2 separate regions of the Sus scrofa genome follow, and region 1 is linked to region 2. Evidence: chromatin contacts called from public HiChIP or PLAC-seq data. All regions are on one chromosome and are shown on one strand. The core of a region is the stretch at or near the end of the contact, and the rest is flanking DNA. Distances in the headings are between cores, read along the strand shown.

Region 1 (4,349 bases), core at 219-2,718, 120 kb after region 2:
CTCCCAGCGCCACCGCCTCCGCCACCCCCACCCCCTCCCGCCACCCAGCCTGGGGAGTAGAAGATTGGAATTCTTCTTGTAGCTCTGAGAGGTGCTAGGGAGGAGTAGCTGGGTCAGATACTGCTCCCCTGCCAGCTGAGGATGGGCCACAGCGAGCTCCTAAGCGATGTTGAGGCCAAATGCCCTGGTCAGTCTGCACCAGGACGAGTCCCCGTCCAGGCTCCCTGCTCCATGGGATGCCTTCCTGGAATTCTCTGAGGAAGGGGGTGGAATAAGAGAACTCTTTCACTCAAGGTTGTTTGCCGGGATCCACTAGGTCCTGACAGATAATACTTTGCTCTTCTTCCCTCACAAGCTGTTTGAAATATATAAGGGCTTTGTAGCCTGTGTTTTTGGAGACAAAGCCCTAGTCACCTCTTGTTCCTCTCCCTCACCACAGGGCCCCCAGACCCCATGCCGTCCTATGTCTGCGCAAATGCTTTCAGGAGCATTCCCTGGGCACCTCGCCCAAGACCCTGTGGGCAGGTGCTGGAGAAAGGAGTTCTCACATCTCTTGGTGAATGCCCGCGGCGGTCACAACTGAGGCTTCACTGCCCACTGGTATAGCCTGAGGCCTGCTTCCGGCCTCGCCTGGCCTTGGGCGCTTATGAGCCGAGACCGGGCATGGGGGACCAGTCCCCATCCAGCCCCATCTTCTGCTAGCACAAGGCGCCTTCCCCACCAGGCAGGTTGGGGCTGCAGAAACCAGTGCGCGGCCACATGGCCTCGGGACAGGCTGGGGTTTTAGGGTCACGCGAAGTGCTGGGGGCGCATCCGCCCGAGACGCACAGTGTTCTCCAGGGTCCTGGAGCGGGCGCAGCGCTTCTGCCCAAGGCCGAACTTGTCCGGCCCAGCTCCTGAAATCCTGGCGGCGCCGGGAAGTAAAATGGGGGAGGATGTGGGAAACGTTTGTCAACTGCTCATATTTCTACGGCCGGGATTACGGGAGCCGCCTCTAGCTCAGCCCGCGGGAATCTGGGATCTTTCAAGAGGCCCGACTGTCGGGGCGCGCAACGGAGCCCGGACCCTCTCCGCGGCGCCACGGCTGGCCGCTTTGCCATCCGTGGGCCAGCTCCAAGCCGCACGCCCCGGCGGCTCGGCCCAAGCTGCGCGCCCCTCCGAGCTCCCGGCTAAGCGCGGACACCACGGCTCCGCCGCCGCCACTCCCCCCACATTCCAGAGGCCGCAGCGCCGTCTCCTTCCTCGCATTCCTGCCCCCACAAAGGAGTCCCTCCGCCCCCCGCGCGGCCGCGGGGAGGAGGGGGCGCGGCCCGGCGCCTCCGAGCGCACATTCCTCCGCCGTGCGCGCCACCGAGCGGAGCGCCTCGGCCCCCGGCCCGCGCGTGGCCGGCGGAGCGACCCCGGCCCGGCTCCGGCCCCGCCCCGCCCCGCGCCCAGGGGTCCCGGGGCGGGCTCCGGGCTTCGGGCGGACGATGAGGCGGCGCGGCCGGAGCGGCGGCGGGAAGCGGAGGCGGAGGTGACGCGCCGGGGCCGGCGGGCCGGGCCATGCAGCGCTCCCGGGCGGCTGCGGACGAGGCGGCTCTGCTCCTGGCCGGGCTGGCCCTGCGGGAGCTGGAGCCGGGCGGCGACTCTCTGGGCCGGGGTCGGCGGGGACCGAGGCCCGGGCCGGGAGACGAGGCGGCGCAGGCGCTGGGCCGCAGAGGGCAGGGCGGCGGCGGCGGCCCCGAGGCCGGGGCGGACGGACTGAGCCGCGGGGAGCGAGGCCCGCGGCGCGCGGCGGTCCCCGAGCTCAGCACGCAGCCGGCGGGCAGCCCGCGGGCCAGCCTGGCGGGCTCCGACGGCGGCGGCGGCGGCGGCGGCAGTGGCAGCGCCCGCTCCAGCGGCATCAGCCTGGGCTACGACCAACGCCACGGCAGCCCGCGCTCGGGCCGCTCGGACCCGCGCCCGGGCCCCGGGCCGCCGTCGGTGGGCAGCGCCCGCTCCAGCGTGTCCAGCCTCGGCTCTCGCGGCTCGGCCGGCGCCTACCCTGACCTGCTCTTGCCCGGCGCCTGTCCCGCGCCGGCTCGCTCCCCGGAGCCGGCCGGGCCGGCCCCCTTCGCTCTGCCTTCGCTCCAGCTGCCCCCGGGCCGGGAAGGCGGCCCGAGCGCGGCGGAGCGGCGGCTGGAGGCGCTGACCCGAGAGCTGGAGCGAGCGCTGGAGGCGCGCACGGCGCGGGATTACTTCGGTGAGCAAGCCTGTCCCTGCCGCCCGCGCGCCGGGGCCCCAAGCCTCCGTCGTCCTCGTCGGGGGTCGGGGACCGCCTCTGGATAGGCGGCGGGCTCAGTGGAGGGGAGCGAAGGGTGGGCCGAAGGCTGGGTGTTGGACCAGGGGCCGGGATGGGAAGAGCGTCTCTCTCTTTCGTGTGTCTTAAGTGTGTTCCACCGTCGGTGGGTATGTGCGAACCTCCAGGTCTGAGGTTTATTTAGCGGCTCAGACTCTGGGTCTCCAGCTGGGAGTTCTGGCCAAGTCAGTGGATGCGTTTTTCCTGATTTAGAGAAGAAGTCACGTTAATACGCAGAATAAGCTTTAATGTCTCCTTAACCGTTGGCACTTGCTTCAATTTGTCATACAGGCACAGTCAGCCGAAACCGTGTAGGGGCCTCGCGGTCCCGGTGTTTCCTTTCCCCAGCAGTACCGGGTGTGGACAGGGGCAGGGAGGTGGCGTGGTCCAGATGCCTCCAGACGCCGCCTGACCTGAGGCTTTGATAATGGTAGCTGCTGGATGTAAAGTCCATGAGGCAGGAGAGGCCACCCTGAGGGGGAGAGAACGGAGCTGGTCACACTGGGCTGTCCTCGCTCTGGACCCTGCAGTGGATATGGGATGTTTCCGAAGGGAATCCTGCTTCACATCCTTTGCAAAGAAAACCACCGGTCTCCAAGCCTCTCTTTCCCAGTCTGACCTTGGCCTTTTGATCCCTAGTTCTTTAGACAGGGCTTCAGACTCTTAGGCTTGAGAGGAGGCTGGGAGGGGCTCCCCCCCCCCCCCCCCCCGCCCCTTACTGATAAGCAGACACCCGGCTTTGGATGGTAGTTATCATGTCTGGGAGGGAGGCCGTCCTGGGGCTTGTCTTTTATGGTTCATTCCAGCTAGCAGCGCAGGACTGCCCTGAACTGGATCTTGAGAGAGAAGGAAGGTTGTAGGGGACAGGCCGGTGGGGGCATTCCAGGCAGAGGGAAGAATGAGGGGAGAAGGGAGCAACCAAGAGTGCGGGCTGTTCCACTAGGCTCCCAGGCAGCTCAGGAGAGGTCCAGGTGGTCAAGGGAGTGTGTAGGCCAAAGGGTCAACTTGCCTTTGGGAGGCGACTTGCTGCAGGCTTTCAGGCTCCCCTGGGAGCGTCAGTAGGGTGAGAACAGGTCCTGTGGCTGCTGTCAGACGGCGGCCTGGGAGCAGGGAGAGAGCAAGAAGCTGTTTCCTTTCTTGTCAGGCAGGTGTGAGGAGCTGAAGCTCAGGCTGTCTTATGATGAGAAGGACTTTGTTTCAGCACTCTCCCCATGGGAGACTGTCCCTTTTACTGCCTGGAGGGGTGGAGGTGGGGTGGGGCGGTTGTTCTCTGGGCCTCTGAGGCTGCTCAGGAATCTTCGAGTGAATCAGAGGTGGCGGACCTGGGCAGGTAGTGGGAAAAGTGAAGGGGCTGGAGGTACAAGGCCACACGGGCTGGTGGGTCATCCTTTCCAAGGGAACCTGCTGCTCCCACTGAAGCCACATGGGATGGGGAGGTGAGTGATGATAGATTTTTGTTTTTTGTTTTGTTTTTCTCTTTTGGCTGCACCCATGGCATATGGAAATTCCTGGGGCAGGGATTGAATCCGAGCATTGCAACACCAGATCCTTAACCCACTGCACCGGGCTGGGGATCGAATCTGCAGGAACTCCAGATGTCTGTGTGTGTGTGTGTGTGTGTGTATGTGTTTTAAGAGGAGCCAGATCTAGATAACATTTTTCCTGATTTTTTTTTTTTTTTCTTTTTTGGCCGACCCTTGGCACATAGAGTTCCTGGGCCAGGGATCAGATCTAGCGGCAGTTTCAACTTACACCGCAGCTGCAATTCCAGATCCTTAACCCACTGTGGGAAGGTGGGGATTGAATCTGTGTCCCAGTGCTGCAGAGATGCTGCTGATCATGTGCCACATCGGAAACTCTAAGCTGCCCAAATCTTTTATTTTTTTATTTTTTAATTTTTTAAATTTTTTTATTTTTTTTGTCTTTTTGCCATTTCTTGGGCCGCTCCCACGGCATATGGAGGTTCCCAGGCTAGGGGTTGAATCGGAGCTGTAGCCGCCGGCCTACACCAGAGCCACAGCAACTTGGG
Region 2 (4,245 bases), core at 156-2,655:
AGTAAGGAGGCATTAATATATAACCTACCAGTATAAGTACCACGCAGGCTTCTTTCTGCTGAGATGCCCAGAAGCCGACTATAAGGACTAAGTCCCAGAGCCTTCTTAGTACACCTCAGGACAAGGCTGCTTAGTAAAGCCGTGTTGCATGAGTATGCTAAGGAATACGCTGGAAGTTCATATTAAAATGCTCACAGAGGAGTTTCCAGGTGGCACAGTTGGTTAAGGATCCCGCAATGTCACTGCTGTGGCACTGGTTCAGTCCTTGTCCTGGAAACTTCCACATGCTGCAGGTGCGGCCAAAAAAAGATTTTTTAAATAAAAACTAACATTCTAGACAGAAAAATACATTTTATTCAAACTATTTAAAACTAGTACCTTAAAAAAAAAAAAAAAAGGAGTTCCCGTCGTGGCGCAGTGGTTAACGAATCCGACTAGGAATCATGAGGTTGCAGGTTCGGTCCCTGCCTTTGCTCAGTGGGTTAACGATCCGGCGTTGCCGTGAGCTGTGGTGTAGGTTGCAGACGCGGCTCGGATCCCATGTTGCTGTGGCTCTGGGGTAGGCCGGCGGCTACAGCCCCGATTCGACCCCTAGCCTAGGAACCTCCATGTGCCGCGGGAGCGGCCCAAGAAATGGCAAAAAGACAAAAACAAATAAAAAAAACTAGTACATGATGGTTCTTCACCAATTTCTGATTCACCACAGTGGTGGGGACAGAAGAGAAGTCCCATAGCCTCAGCTCCATGCCAGGTGGGTGGGGATGGAAGCAGGACAGATGTTCACCTGAACCTCAGGAGAGTCCTTGGGGGCTTTGGCTTAGCTGAGAAATAAAGCAGAACACACAGGCAGGGGAGGTCCTTATTAAGCCGCTGACCTTACTTTTCCACCTGGGGGATCCTGGGACAGTGGGGTTTCCAGCTCTCGGACTAGCTGAAACACTGCATCCCAACCGTGGTGCTGTGAAAGGATGGCCCTCTGTGAACTGTGTGACCCCTCTTGTGATCTACTTCCTGATCTGGAGACAAAGAAGAAACATACCCTTCCAAAGGCCAGCTCCTCGACTGCCAAAAAGCCATGTATGTGAACAATGTGACTTGTCAGGCTCCCATTTGTTTGAGCAGACAAATACTACGACGCAGTACGCGCTGCGAGCCTCCAGGGGGCGCTCGCTTCCTCGTCCCCGGTGCTCCTCGCCCGCGCACGCGCAGACCGCCCCACCCGGACTATGCGCACATGCGCGCACACGTCCATCCCAGACGTGCGGGTAAAGGCGTCTGCTAGTCTCCGGTCAGCTGCCCTCGCCCCTCCCGGCGCGGAGACATGCGCATACGTGCGCCCTTGGACGTGCAAGCCCGCACGCACACGCGTGCGCACCCCCTTCCCCCCACTACCTGTTAGGATCCCGCCTTCCCTGCGTAGACACGTGCGCGCCGCCCCTCGGGAGAGCAGGGGACAGCGCCGGAAGATCCGCGGAGTTCTCGCGAACCGCGATTCTTCGCGCTTTCCTGGTAACTCTGACTCAGCACCCTCTGTGGGTGCGCCTCCCTGGAACAGCTCGCGAAAATCCGTCAGCGTGTATCGCCCCACACATAACCTCCTTCAAATTTGGGCCTCAGAACTTCTGCCGCCCTGTCCCTGAACCTCCTTTGCCCTTGTCCCGGTGTTATCCCTTAGTCTCCAGGTCCTGCCTAACCCCTGTCCAGCCGCCCCGATTTAAGCCCTGACTTAAGTTTACCCTTCGATCCATTTCTCTCTCCCAGGTGATGCCATCTTAATGAGGCACTTGAAGGTGCCTGCCACTGGAGCAGTCTCTTGAATTTTCTGAGCCAGATTTATTTTTGATTGTGGTTGTCAGCCTCTTGAAGCCTCCAAGCTTCCCTTCCCTCGGATTATGACCCCTAAAATGTGCGGTTTGCACGCAGGGCTTGATATAGCATATGGTGCTGAGTATGGTGATGGTGGTAGAAATACAGGTGTAGCTTTTGTCAGAATATAAAATTACCTTAATATTTTTCCAAACCACAGACCCCACACACACCCCATACTCCAATGTCCGATCACACTGCCACCAGTGCACCTTTCCTGGTGGCTTCCTCCCCACTGCCCTACATAGATCCTTAGATCTAGTCAAGGACGCCAGTGTTAATCCCGTGGTTGAATTCTCCTGCCTCTGCCTTTGCCCTTGCTGCTGTCCTGTTAGAGGTGCCATTCTTGGCCAATTCCACTTGTAAAATTCTACCCAAACATCAGATGCAATATCATTAAGGCCCAATTGATGTTAAAACAGGGCTGGGATGGTGGGGAGGGAAAGGAGGGACTGCCCACACTTTGCTGCACATTTTTCCTAAAGCTGAAGAGTCAGAAAGTGGCAGGCAGGACAGGGTTGTGATTAAGAACAAGGCTCAAGGGAGTTCCTGTTGTGGTTCGGCGGTAACACACCCGACTAGTATCCATGAGGACTCGGGTTCAATCCTGGCCCCCACTCAGTGGTTAAGGATCAGGTGTTGCCCGGTCACAGATATAGCTTGGATCTGATGTGGCAATGGCAATGGCTGTGGCATAGGCCAGCAGCTCTGATTTGACCCCTAGCCTGGGAATTTACATGTGTCGCAGGTTCACCGACACCCCCCCCCCCCAAATCCAAAATCCAAATCCAACTGCAGTGGCTGGGGTCGCTGCGGAGTGGGTTCGATCCCCAGCCCCGGTGCTGTGAGTTAAAGGATCCAGTATTGCCGCAGCCTCAGCTTAAATTCGATCCCTGGGCCAGGAACACCCCCATGCGGCCATTAAAAAGAAAAATCCTCAGGTGATTCTCTACTTAGTAGCAAAGTGGCTATTTTCGGATTTCTTAACCTGTCTGTCAAATGGGGAGGACAAGAGGATGTCCCTCCCGGGGCTGCTAGGAGGGTTGTGAGGGAGAGAATTTAGCATAAGGCTCTACACACAGTCATTTGGCAGGAGTAATGGTGTTAAAGTAATGGTTACTTTCTTAGTAGTTGGATGATGAATGGCTTTCAATTAATAACAGTCCTTCTTTGTGCTACCCCTTCTTGCATTTTCTCTCCATAGCTACTGTGAGTTGTGGCCCTCCAGAGAGGAATCTAGTTTTCTGCTAATATGAAAAAATCCAGGAGTTCCCATCCTGGCTCCGCAGAAACAAATCTGACTAGCATCCATGAGGACACTGGTTCGATCCATGGCCTCTCTCAGGGGGGTCAAGGATCCAGCGTTTCTGCGAGCTGTGGTGTGGGTCACAGACACGGCTCGGATCTCACGTTGCTGTGGCTGTGGTGTAGGCTGGCAGCTGCAGCTCCGATTTGACCCCCTAGCCTGGGAGCCTCCATGTGCCACGGGTATGGCCCTCAAAAGACCAAAAAAAAAAAAAAAAATCCACGTAACTTTGGAGTTTCAAAATACAATGTTAAACTTAAAATATTGGGGCGATCTGGGATTATCGGGGAAAATCTGGAGTAACTGAATCTGCTGCGAATCACAGAGGTCAAACCACTGGAGGTGTACTTTTTAACTGAATGTTAAAAAGAAGATGAAACCCTCATGGGGTTCCCTTCATGGCTCAGCGATAACGAACCCGACTAGGATCCATGAGGACCAGGGTTCAATCCCTGGCCTCGCTCAGTGGCTTAAAGGATCTGAGTTTTTCCTGCTGGCATCAGGTCCCAGGAAAGGACTTCATTTGGCTGGCTTAGGTCATGTGTTCATCTCTGATGCAATCATAGAAGCAGAGGAGGAAAGCCAAGACTGGGAGGCACTGGTTTTGGACAAAGACAACAGACAAAGAGACATCCCTGCGGTAACCAAAAAGAGCCTGCTAGAAAAAGGGAGATAGTGGCTACTCTTGGGCTAGAGTCATGGGAGGACTCATGGGGCAAGTGGATGATGGGACAGTGGCTGCTCAGACTGGCTTCCTTATTGGATGAAGTTTGTTCTGAAACACAGGATTGAGGGTGTGAGAATGCTGTTCTGGGCAGACAGGTAACTTGCTTGGATGGGAGACTCTGGTTGGAGTGCTTCCCAGGAACTCTAGTAAGAACAGATGCTGTTTAGCACAAGTCATGATTGTGCCAGGTCTGGGAAACCCAGTTAAATCTCAGAGGTGAAGAGGATCAAAGCTCTGGGTAAATAAGGGCCATGTGGACAGGACTGTTCCCTGCAAAATCCTGTAACCATTCATTTCTTCAGTCTTTGGCCCCTCTTTTTTTCCCTTCTTCTTTTTAAAATTATTG

What was found. HiChIP or PLAC-seq counts read pairs in DNA pulled down with a chosen protein or histone mark.
Region 1: an H3K27ac HiChIP or PLAC-seq map of skeletal muscle shows a contact between it and region 2, with 3 times the contacts expected there. The contact joins the promoter of WTIP here to the enhancer-like site in region 2. A contact is called at or near these places in 1 of 5 promoter capture datasets (fetal liver), 4 of 47 Hi-C or Micro-C datasets (fetal heart ventricle, skeletal muscle and subcutaneous adipose tissue) and 2 of 2 datasets of contacts at active chromatin or transcription factors (alveolar macrophages and skeletal muscle).

The regions. Positions count from the first base shown.
Region 1 is chr6:44,149,407-44,153,755 of Sscrofa11.1, forward strand. WTIP (Wilms tumor protein 1-interacting protein) reads left to right here and starts at 1,469. Exons shown (of 8, transcript XM_021097104.1): 1 at 1,469-2,224. The coding sequence starts at 1,546.
Region 2 is chr6:44,031,251-44,035,495 of Sscrofa11.1, forward strand. No RefSeq gene overlaps it. Among named protein-coding and RNA genes, the nearest start is that of GPI, 5.0 kb to the right of the region's middle. Within about 2 kb of position 1,406, at least 68 of the 83 cell types and tissues checked have an H3K27ac peak or open chromatin away from gene starts, as enhancers often do. A contact at or near this core is called in alveolar macrophages, fetal liver, skeletal muscle and 1 more, where this site is marked.